Linked DNA regions of Drosophila melanogaster: region 1 is linked to region 2. Evidence: chromatin contacts called from public Hi-C data. All regions are on one chromosome and are shown on one strand. The core of a region is the stretch at or near the end of the contact, and the rest is flanking DNA. Distances in the headings are between cores, read along the strand shown. Region 1 holds the start of Hrb98DE (Heterogeneous nuclear ribonucleoprotein at 98DE). Region 2 holds the start of wdb (widerborst).

Region 1 (5,857 bases), core at 1,119-3,618, 1.0 Mb before region 2:
GCACTGCAAAAATAAAGAGGGAAAGCATGCTATTAGTGGTATTCGAAAATGAACTTCCCTATGTGGTGCATCCGGAGGATAGTGTGCCATATACTCTTTCATCATTGGTGCACAAACACCACCAACAACAACAATATAATACTGGCTGGGATTTCATCTTACAGTCACAAACGCCGCACGAGCACATCGAACATTGCTATGCGGAGCTGGGACTGTGGAATTTTAGCTAAAATTAGGATCGATATCGGATAGTACACATTCACCATTTCGGTGCATTTGATTTGCAGTTGTAACGAGGCTGCGTGTTACACAGAATTGATTTATAATATACATTCGCATCACATAGCTTAGCCGACGCTTAAATTAATCTCACAGCGTTTAAATAAAAACCATACAGGCGACTTTTTCAAGCCCGTCAATTTGTCAGTACTGTGACGTCCACGAAGGGGCTGATCTAGAAACTTTCTGTTTAATCGGTTCGATAATCAAGGTGTGCCTTATACTCTTTCATCGTTGATGCACGAAGAGCACCAACAACAATGATATAATACTGGCTGGAATTTATTCTAACAGTCACAAACGCCGCACGAGCACATCGAACATTGCTGTGCGGAGCTGGGACTGTGGAATCGTAGCTAATTTTAGGAGATATATTCACGCTAAATAACATTCACCATTCTGTGGATTTGTCAGTATATTCAAGTAAGCGAAGGCATTTAGATACTCATTCTTTTCATATAGTTGGTAATTCAATGTGATATTGTGCCTTATACTCTTTCATCGTTGATGCACGAACAGCGCCAACAACACGATATAATATGGGCTGGGTCTTTTATCTTACAGTCACAAACGCCGCATGAGCACATCGAACATTGCTATGCGGAGCTGGGACTGTGTATCGATTTCCATAATAGCAATTAATTGAACTATTGTAACGAGGCTGCGTGTTACACTGAATAGGCGCAATGCTTACATTCGCATAACATAGCTTAGCCGACGCTTTAATTCATCTCACAGCGTTTAAAAAAAAACTACCCTGGTGATGGTTTCAAACCAGTTAATTTGTCAGTACTGTGATATTAGGAAACAGTTTTAGATTCAAGCTATAGTGTGCCATATACTCTTTCATCGTTGATGCACGAAGAGCACCAACAACAATGATATAATACTGGCTGGAATTTATTCTTACAGTCACAAACGCCGCACAAGCACATCGAACATTGCTATGCGGAGCTGGGACTGTGGATATATTGTAATAATTGCAATTTTATCGAAATTTCTTGCTTATAGTGCGCATTCGTTTATCCGACGCTGATGGACATTTACGAGAAGCCCTACAATGTGCCAGAGCTGATTGAGCATATAGATTAGGGGTGGTTGCATGTCATACTTTTTTTCTACACGAACGCCGCGTACACAAATGGGGTTAATATTCGTTTCCTGTGCAGATAATTCAATCTGTATTGTATAAATCTAAGAACATGGCAATGTGATTTTCCTAACAGTCTACTCTCGAAGAGATAAATCATTCTTAAAGGATATTTGATATTGTCTAGATTAGGAAAAGCGTTGTACTTACACACAACTTTGTCCACGGGATCGTAGTCGTCGAACTCGACGAAGGCGAATCCGCGTTTCTTGCCAGTCTCCTTGTCAATGACTATGTTGATGTCGACGATGTTGCCAAAGTGCTGGAAGTAGTCGCGGATGCTCTGCTCATCATGGTCGTCCTTGAGGGCGCCAACAAAGAGTTTCTTTACGGTGGCTCCGGCATTCGGGGAATCAATGTCCTGACGGGGAACGGCGCGCTTGGGCTCCACCACTCGACCGTCGATCTTGTGGGGACGCGACTTTTGGGCCTCATCAATCATGCTCGAGTGGGAATAGGTGATGAATCCGAATCCGCGGGAACGCTTTGTGCGCGGATCCTTCATGACCACCACGTCCACGATGTTGCCCCATTTCTCGAAGTGAGCCTTTAGGTTCTCGTCGGTGGTACGGTAGTCCAAGCCACCGATGAACAGCTTGCGCATATGCTCCGGCTCGGTGATGGAGTCCTGAGGAAAGTCCTAAATTATTGATTTTATCAATGGCCATAACCTCACTTTCCGCCCTTGAGACACATGCGTAATTTTCAAAATGGCGACCGGCAAGGCGAGACACCAGCTTACAGGAAATTTCTAGACCCTTAATATCCACTACTTACATCATCATGGCCATTGGAGTTGCCGTTCTGGTTCTGGTTCGAGTTCACCATTTTACTAATGCAAAAGTTGAACAACTTCTAATCTAACTATTTTTTTTGCTATTGCAAATGGAGAAAGTCCCCTGACACACGAGACGAATGAAAAAACTGAATACAGTGTGACCGTTTCTACAACCCGATTAAACCCAGCACCTATTCGATACTACCTAGAACGATAACGATAAGTTGACAGACACCCTTGTCAATACAATACTTTTACAATATCTGCCCTGTTTCTTTTCACCATGCCTTAAAAAATGTGTGTAACATGTGTATTCTTGATCACGCCTTTTGCACTAAAAAGCTAAAAGAGAAACCAATACCGACAGCATCGTACTCCCTAGCACTATTAAGATACAACTACTGTTAGTCTTAGTCTTAAGTAACAAAACCGCAACGAAATGCTTTAGCACATCAACTTTAGTTGCCGCATGGGTAAAAGCGCGTTGATCACCAAAATATATATATATTGGGATTATGGCCGAACTGAGTTTTTTCCCTGTGCAGTCGCGGTTTTGTGTGCTACTTACATCTTGCTCCTCATTTTGACCATTGTTCCAGTTGTCGTGACCACCCATTTCGAAGAACTTATATTTAAATATCTTTACTGCTCTGATATATATCTCAGCAATACTATAGAAATAACGACACTGGGAACGAAAGACGCTCACTGTAGCACCCCTTCCCTAAAACTGAAAATATATTTTCCTGTGGAAAGGAAAGCCGTAGACAGACCTTACAAAAATACTAGACCTAAATAAAAGCAAAGGTATTTGGTTACACTAATCGGTTGTTGCTTCCACTTGTTTCCACTGAAAATCTATGTGGGTCAAATTAGCGTCTATGGCAGAACGGTGAAATATGGAAAATGAGAATCTTATTTATTTATTTAATTTTTCGCTATTTATAGGTAAATTCCAAAAAAAATACAAATGCAAAAATCTTAATAAATCGAACTATTTAAGAGATCTAACTATCTATGTACGACTAAAGTTTATAGGACTCAGAAAGTATATAAAATATGCAATAAAAAAATCGGCTAGCTACTTTTCAAGGAATATCTCCACTCGCAGAGCATATTCCAAAATGCACGCTGGCCAGAAAAATGATGTGTTAAATTACTCGGCTCCGCCGTCGCCGCTAACTCCACGATGCTAATTTAACGCATTTTTTGTAGCTATTTTCAAGATGTAGCTACATATTTAGCGGAATATTCGAAAGCTTTTTGTGGTATTTTTCGGCGCACCCGCAGCAGCCACACTGCCGCACACGTAAGGAAATAAGTTTTCTAATTCCTTGATTTCAAAAATGCCGAAAAAGAAGACTGGGCAGCGTAAGAAGGCCGAGAAGCAGAAGCTTCGCCTCAAGGAGATCCGCAGCAGAGAGGTGCCTCTTGCGGATTTGCCCTGCAATGCACCAATGGAGTGCGACAAGTGCGAGAAGAAGCAGAAGTCGAGAGCCTTCTGCTATTTCTGCCAGAGCATTCAGAGATTACCCATTTGCGCCCAGTGCGGGAAAATCAAGTGCATGCTAAAGACCGGCGACTGCGTGGTCAAACATCCGGGCGTCTACACCACGGGCCTCGGAATGGTGGGCGCCATCTGCGACTTCTGCGAGGCTTGGGTTTGCCACGGACGCAAGTGTCTCCAAAACCACGCCTGCACGTGTCCGCTGCAGAATGCGACCTGCCTGGAGTGCGAACGCGGTGTCTGGGAGCACGGTGGGCGCATCTTCAAGTGCTCCTTCTGCAACGGATTCCTGTGCGAGGACGATCAGTTCGAGCACCAGGCCAGCTGTCAGGTGGGTAACCAAAAATACTCATTAAGCTTGTTCCGAACTTCATTTTGAGATTCATATGACGCCTTTTGGTAATGCAATCCATTCGGTTCCAGGTGCTGGAGTCGGAGAACTACAAGTGTCAATCGTGCAACAAGCTGGGTCAATACTCCTGCCTGCGCTGCAAGACCTGTTACTGCGAGGATCACGTGCGTCGCAAGGGCTTCAAGTACGACAAGAACAAGCCAATTCCATGCCCCAAGTGCAACTACGATACCTCGGTGACCAAGGACCTCAGCATGTCCACGCGGTCGCACAAATTCGGGCGACAGCAACAAGGAGGCAACAGCGACGACGAGGAGGGATACGGTGGATACTATGGAGCCGGTGGCAGTGGCTATTATGGTGGCGCCGCCAGTGGGGGCTACTCCTACGGGGGTGATGACGATGAAGATGAGTCCGATGGAGACTACGATGATGAAAGCGATGAAGACGATGATGATGATGAGGAAGAGGACGAGACCACAGAAAGTGAACCGGAGAAGGAAACCGACAAAAAGGCCACCAAATAAGGCTGAATTGTTTATATACTCGTAAATGGCCTTTTGTTAGTCCCTCTAAGTGTGCGAATGAATTCTCGGCTGTGCAGTCGTTTCTCTCGATGTAATAGGGAAATAAATTCTTTGTCAAATTGTAGAGTTTCCAAGTAGCCATTTTATAAAATGCAACAAGCTGCAAGTGGACTGTGGGCGAAAGTCGAAAGGTAAATGCGCAAGCGAATGCGAATCCAAATTCCACAAGGGAGGATAACTGGGGAACTGCGGGTGCGGATTGGAAATAATGGCCCTGGGCAGGGAGGAGCAGCAGGGCCAACCCGTACGCATATGATGATGGCGATGCCAACGGCTCTGCCAGCGCCAACTTCTCTGCTGATAGACTCATCCATCTCCAATCCACTTACGAGCGCAAATATTTACACAATTTACTCGAAAACGGAGGTATGAGCATATAATATTTCCAAAAACGATGGCAAACACACCACACACACCAAGCGAAAGACACGCACTTCGGCATTTGGGAATGTTTGTCAGTTAGGCAGAGCGGAACAGCAACAGCAATGGGTAGATGGGCGATGGTTGCTGGGCCATGTGGGGCACGGGATGTGGGCAGGGTTCGACCCATCATCAGTCTGAAACATTTTAGGCATTGCAAATCAATGAGCGGCCTGATATAAGGGAGGAGCATAGTTCTTCTGCATATGAATGAAATCATATGTGGCGTTACTTATGTAGGCGAGTCCTGGGCGAGGATGTGGACGCATGGGGTCGGGGACTGGGTGGCATGAGTGGCAGGCAAATCAACTGTGTACATAATACAGATTAGTGTGAGAGGATATGGGATGCACATACAGTCGCGGTGGGAACAATAGTCCTTTGATTTAAAACATAATCCGGTCTCTATAGTAGCTAATATTAAACATTTAAAGCAAGATTTCTCTTCACTTATATTTTTCCCTACGAACTTTAAAGATGGATTGATACCTACCATATCCTTGGTATAATGTGTAATTAGCCTTGCTAAGATACCCCCTGCTGTGGTTACTTACACGACCATACTTATGTATAGATCGGAGCAGCTTAATGGCCGCCTGCCAGCATTTGTGTCTGCATTTCAATCAAAATGGCCTGTCTATTCCGGCCGAGGCGATGTCCAAGCCATTGGAGTTAGGGCTACTCAACAAAATTAGAAACGGGGTGGCTTATGGGGGCTAGATGGAGGGGGTGTGCCATTTATGGACTGTGGGCTGTGGTGGTCAGTGCCAAACATCAATAATAA
Region 2 (5,125 bases), core at 1,815-4,314:
GGCTGAACCGTTGTTGTTGCTGCGGCTATTGTTGTTATTGTTGGCATTTCGGAACGGAATCGAGGCGCGCTGATCCTCCATGCGACCGCTCTGGACCTTCATGATCAGTGAGAAGAAGTCCTCATCGGGGACGGTAGCTCCACGTCCGGTCTGTCCGCGTGGTGCCCCTGGAACAGCAGCCTCTGGGACGGATCGCGGTGGTGCCTCCGCCTCTGCGTCCATGGTGACATTGGGGCGCGGTAACTCGGACCGCTGCTCCTCCAGACGCGAGCCTTGGCAGCGCATAAGCATGTCTAGGAAGTCATCATCGGGCTGCTGCGTAGTGGTGGCGCTCCTGGCGAGCGGCCCATGTCCAATGGCTGATGGATTCGCCGACGACGGTGACTTGAGGCCAGGCAGGTTGGTGGGATCCACGAACAACGAGTTCTGCTGCACAAGCGGCTTACGCGTGGCGCCAGTGGCCACCGCCGGAGCTCCGGCGGGATTCACCTTGATCGAACAGCGCTGGTCATCCATGCGCTTCGACTGCGACCGCGAAAGCATCTCGAAAAAGTCGTCGTCTTTGGCTTTCCTGGTCGCCTGTGCTCGTAGCTTTTCCTCCTGCATGCGCTTTCCATCGGGAGTGATCTTGATCAGGTCCAACTGCTCCATGCTCTGGCGACGAACGCGCACCTGACGGGAAGCAATTAAAGTAATAAATTTAGCTATGTATCTTTCAGGGGTTTCAATTTCTCAGCATGTGCTCGAATCGAAAGTTTAACGATGTGTTTTGGTACAAAGTATAAATATTTACGCTAACATAAAGGGGCAAACACTGCAAGCAGCAGGTGTCCACTTCGAAAAATAGAACAAACGGACTGCCAGTATTGTTTAAAAATATCTCAGGAATCATTCATATTGCTTTATGTTGTTGCAGCTCGTTTCTCTTACCATTCTTCCTTGCGAGTTCTCCGATCCATCCGACTGATTTCCGCTGGCCGAGTGATCGGAGGCGGTGGATCGAGCCTCCTCCTCGGTGGGTGAAGGCTCGGAGTCGGGCATTCCGAGTAGCTTTCGTAGATCGGAGATGTTCACCCTGGCTGTGCTTTCACCCACCGGGTCGTGCAGCTCCTTGGCCAGTTGAAGATGCTGTTCCGCATACTTTAGGGCCCGCTCATGACCACCGATGGCAGAGTGGGCATTGCCCAGTGACCAGCAGGCCCTGGCCTCACCAATTCGATCGCCCAACTCCTGGGCAATGGCCAAGTGTCGATTGTGATACTCGATGGCAGTGTTGAACTCGTGCAGCAACGTGTAGGTGTTGCCCAAGCTGTAGCAACTCTGGGCCTCCACTTCGCGTTCACCCAACTCAACGGCCAAAGCCAAGGTGCGTTTGTAGTGTTCGGCGGCGTCCTCGAATTGTCCCAGGAATATGTGCGAGTTGCCAAGATTACTGTTGGCCCTTCGCTCAGCCGCGCGATCACCAAACTCTCTGGCAATGCGCAGTCGCTCCTGATGATGCTCAATGGCCGCTTGGAAATCGCCTAGTAGGTAGTAGGTATTTCCCAGATTACCACAAGCTCGACCTTGAGCACCACGATCACCCAGATCCCGCATGAGCTTCAGATTCTCCTGGTAAAACTCCACGGCACGGGTGAGCGCCTCCTTGACATCGTCGCCGAACTTTCCAGGGTTTCTCTGACCCAAGTGCTTGCCCTTGGCGTGGTAGACATTTCCTAGGTTGTAAAGAGCGCGTCCCTCGGACAGACGATCTCCCAGCTGCCTGGCCAGCGTTAGGTGCCTCTCGCAACAGATGGCCGCCTCGTCGAAGCGACCCATTACCTTGAGGGTGTTGCCCAGATTGCCAGAGGACTTGGCCTCGCCCAGTCGGTCGTTCATGCTCTTGGCCAGCGTAAGATCGTGTTTGTGGTACTGCATCGCCTTGTTGTAGTCGCCTAGGTAGAAGTAGGCGTTGCCCAGCTGGGAGTAGATGGCGGACAGAGTGCGAAGATCCTCGGTTCCGGCCTGAATGGCCGCCTGGAAGAAGGCCACGCCCGCCCGGCAGTCACCCGCCTTGCAGAGGCGTTCACCCTCGAGGGCCAGTTCCAGGCACATACTGGATCCTCCGTCGGATCCGGAACCCTGCTGGGAGTTGCCGTCGTGGGAAGTAGTTCCTCCTCCGCCCGATCCCAGTCCCAAACTGGACACATTCTCCGCGGACGCAGAGAGCGAGGACATTCTGCTGCGAAGTCTCGCCTTTTTGTCGCGATGCTCCTTTTTGAGGGGCAGGTGCTCTGAAAACTGGGAGTTGTCCACTTTGCGGCGATGTTTTGGGGTCGATCTTTGGGGTTTTTAGCTAGCCTCTGGCTGGTTTTGAACTGCTGGTGGGTAAACTTAACTGCGACAGGTGAAATTTCAGCAATTAAGCGATCTTTTGTACCGTTTTTTTGACTAATTAGTGCGTTTCTGATTCACGACCAGTGTGACCGATTGGGGTCGATGAGAATACCAAGCAGATTAGAAAGAAATACCAACTTTATATGGTATGTCGTTGGATTTAAAAATAATATCTGTTATATTTTGTTTTAAGTCAATTGAACAATTTTAAATTACTTGTTATTTTTCCCCTACAACAAAGATACTATGAAAATTATATAAATAATATGCCTTTACCTCATGACCATAGCTTACATATCAGCAATATTTAGTAGCCCAATTGGTAATATTATATATATAATTACATTGTTTGATGGTTAATGTATGCATGCCGTTTGATTTAAAACTAATTTTTTTTTAACTTTAAGAAAAAGCAGTTTAAATTCATTTATTAGAATTCGAATTAGAAATCTTATCAGATGGTTGCCCTAATTTGAGAAATGTTAGCCACTGCAAGACCATAGCTTATAAAGGATCAATACTTATGAGCCAAGCTAAAACACAATTTTATCATAGTCTTTTCTTATTTTTGTAACGTATTAGTAAAATCTAAAATATATTGGCATAGTTAACATTTATCATTTTCGGTCAACAAGCCATAGCCCTCATCCCTATCAACCGTAGTTGGTAGCCAGCACTTTTGCAGACGCGCTTTGCAACACTAATCGCTTCAAAGATGGCGTCACTTCTACGGTGTCTGTGTGAACGATTCTAGTTGCCGCTGGAGAAAATTCGTAATTCTCGCATAAAGCGCACCTGCCGGTTACCAAAATCGATTGAAAAGCGAACGTCCCATATTGCGGCGCGATAAGCGGGTGAAATTGTGGCAGTGCGTGCGCGATAGACTGTTAGAAAAGCAGTGCAAATTGGAAGTCCGGATGCTCGAAGGTGTGTGTGTGCGTCGCTTTTTTTGTGCGGTTTTCAGCTGCAGTCGGCCAACAGTGCAACGCAAACATTGTGTTCTAAATTACATAAAGCAGGGAATTTCTGCACGAAGGCAACCGAAAAAAGGACTAAAAGGAAAAAATTAGCCACACAAAAGGAGAGCGAGTGCGACAGGGAAGGAGGGATACAGAGCGAGCGAGAGGTCGATAACGATAGCCTTGTTTGGTTATCGCCCTCGATAGGAAATAAAAACGGGAGAAAAACTTGAAAGCAGCGGCGTCTTTCAGTTCGCCGGTGTGCCCGTGCGTTGGATGGTATTTTGTGGTATTTTCATTCATTTTTGGGACTGTAGTGTGACCGTGTGTGGGAGAGAGCCGCCTAAATAGAGAGCGCGACGCGCAACAACAGTTTCTGTGGTGAGTTGAAACGAAACTCACCACGCTCTCACCCAGAAATCTGGCACAGTGGTCTCGAAACAAAAGCCAAATGAGTAATCGCACCTGGGGAATCTAGCTAAATATCAGCACCAAACAATTGAAAGTCAGCTAGATGAAAACAATAACAATAGTAATACTATTCGAAGTACTAATACTAATCAATTGGAGGCAGGCTTTTCGTTTGTGTGTGCCTGCTCCCTCTCGCGTATAGTATATACCCATGTGCCAGAGAGAGCAAGCCGAAAACGAAAAGAGAGCGCGAGAGTCGGACGAAGGAAAAAAATATCGCCACAGTTGCCGTATGCCGCCTTCGTCGTCGGTTGCAAAAGATATAGAAATCTTTTATATACACACATACGCAGTCGGTTTTTAATAAATTCTGCAGCGAAAATTCCAAGCCCGAATAAAGAAGGAGAAATAAAAGGCAACTAAACAAAGCCGAGTGCAAAATTAAAGCCAAATTTCCAAGGCGAATGCAAATTTTTCAAGTGCGCAGTAAGCGGCTAAATCCCCAGACGCAATTCGGTGTTTCAAAAGTTTTAATAAATAAATAAATATGTAATTACGCTCGCAATCCAGCCAGCCCGCACACACACACGCACACACAAATACACGCACGCAATCGGTTAGAATTCGTATGAGCATATATATTTTTTACTTATATTATTTTTAGAATATCGATTTTGTGCCGCGTGCGTGTGTGTGTCTCTCTCGCACCGAGTGTGTGTGCCTGTGTGTGTGTTTGAAACATACATATTTATGATAAGTGTGTGTGTCAAGCAGTAAAATGTGTTAAGAATTATGTTCATATAGACACAAGTTACCTAATCTTACTCCTCTTACCTAAATGAGGAAAAAGGCAAAATAGATGAAAGGAATCAACAAACCGAAGTGAAGCAAAAGATAGAGCAAAGGCAACAGCGAAAAGAGCCCCATCAAAACAGCTGCGCTCTCTCACCTTTTACTCATCTTCCCATCCTCTCTCTCTACCCATTCACATTCTTACGCTTCTCCCATTCCCCAAAGTGCGCCCCACTCACTCACACACGTTCGCCATTAAAGATCTTTGTGTATTTTGCTTTGACACCGCATTTACATGTGTTGACCCCACTTGGACAACACAGCCCCCCCCCCCCCTCCCATTCGAACAACCCCCTCCACCCGCGCGATGCGTTGTGCAAAATTCTCTCGTGAACTACAGTTCTAATTCAATTATGCCAACTGCTATACACACATCCACAGTGAAAACCAGCAAGCAGCGCTAAACCGCCAGCCAAAAGCAAAGATAAAACGAGAAAAAGCATCTCCGTGACGTAGGCAAACGCGAGAGCCGAAACCGAAAACCAAAACTGAAACTGAAAAAACTGAGATATCGAGCAGACGAGAAT

The links. A called contact is a pair of places that touch in the nucleus more often than the background predicts.
Region 1: a Hi-C map of the Kc167 cell line shows a contact between it and region 2, with 2.5 times the contacts expected there. The contact joins the promoter of Hrb98DE here to the promoter of wdb in region 2. A contact is called at or near these places in 2 of 107 Hi-C or Micro-C datasets (the Kc167 cell line and ovary).

Annotation. Positions count from the first base shown.
Region 1 is chr3R:28,596,918-28,602,774 of dm6, reverse strand. It overlaps Hrb98DE (Heterogeneous nuclear ribonucleoprotein at 98DE), which reads right to left and starts at 2,368. Exons shown (of 6, transcript NM_170374.2): 1 at 2,207-2,368; 2 at 1,580-2,057; 3 at 1-3. The coding sequence starts at 2,257. It overlaps Noa36, which reads left to right and starts at 3,487. Exons shown (of 2, transcript NM_143365.3): 1 at 3,487-4,045; 2 at 4,138-4,716. The coding sequence starts at 3,554. The coding sequence ends at 4,593. It overlaps snoRNA:Psi28S-3405a (a small nucleolar RNA gene), which reads right to left and starts at 1,246; the gene lies at 1,107-1,246. snoRNA:Psi28S-3305a (a small nucleolar RNA gene) reads right to left here and starts at 1,077; the gene lies at 928-1,077. It also overlaps snoRNA:Psi28S-3405b, snoRNA:Psi28S-3405c, snoRNA:Psi28S-3305b and snoRNA:Psi28S-3405d.
Region 2 is chr3R:27,580,180-27,585,304 of dm6, reverse strand. wdb (widerborst) reads left to right here and starts at 3,064. Exons shown (of 9, transcript NM_170340.2): 1 at 3,064-3,716. pins (partner of inscuteable) reads right to left here and starts at 2,465. Exons shown (of 2, transcript NM_080260.4): 1 at 931-2,465; 2 at 1-672. The coding sequence starts at 2,217.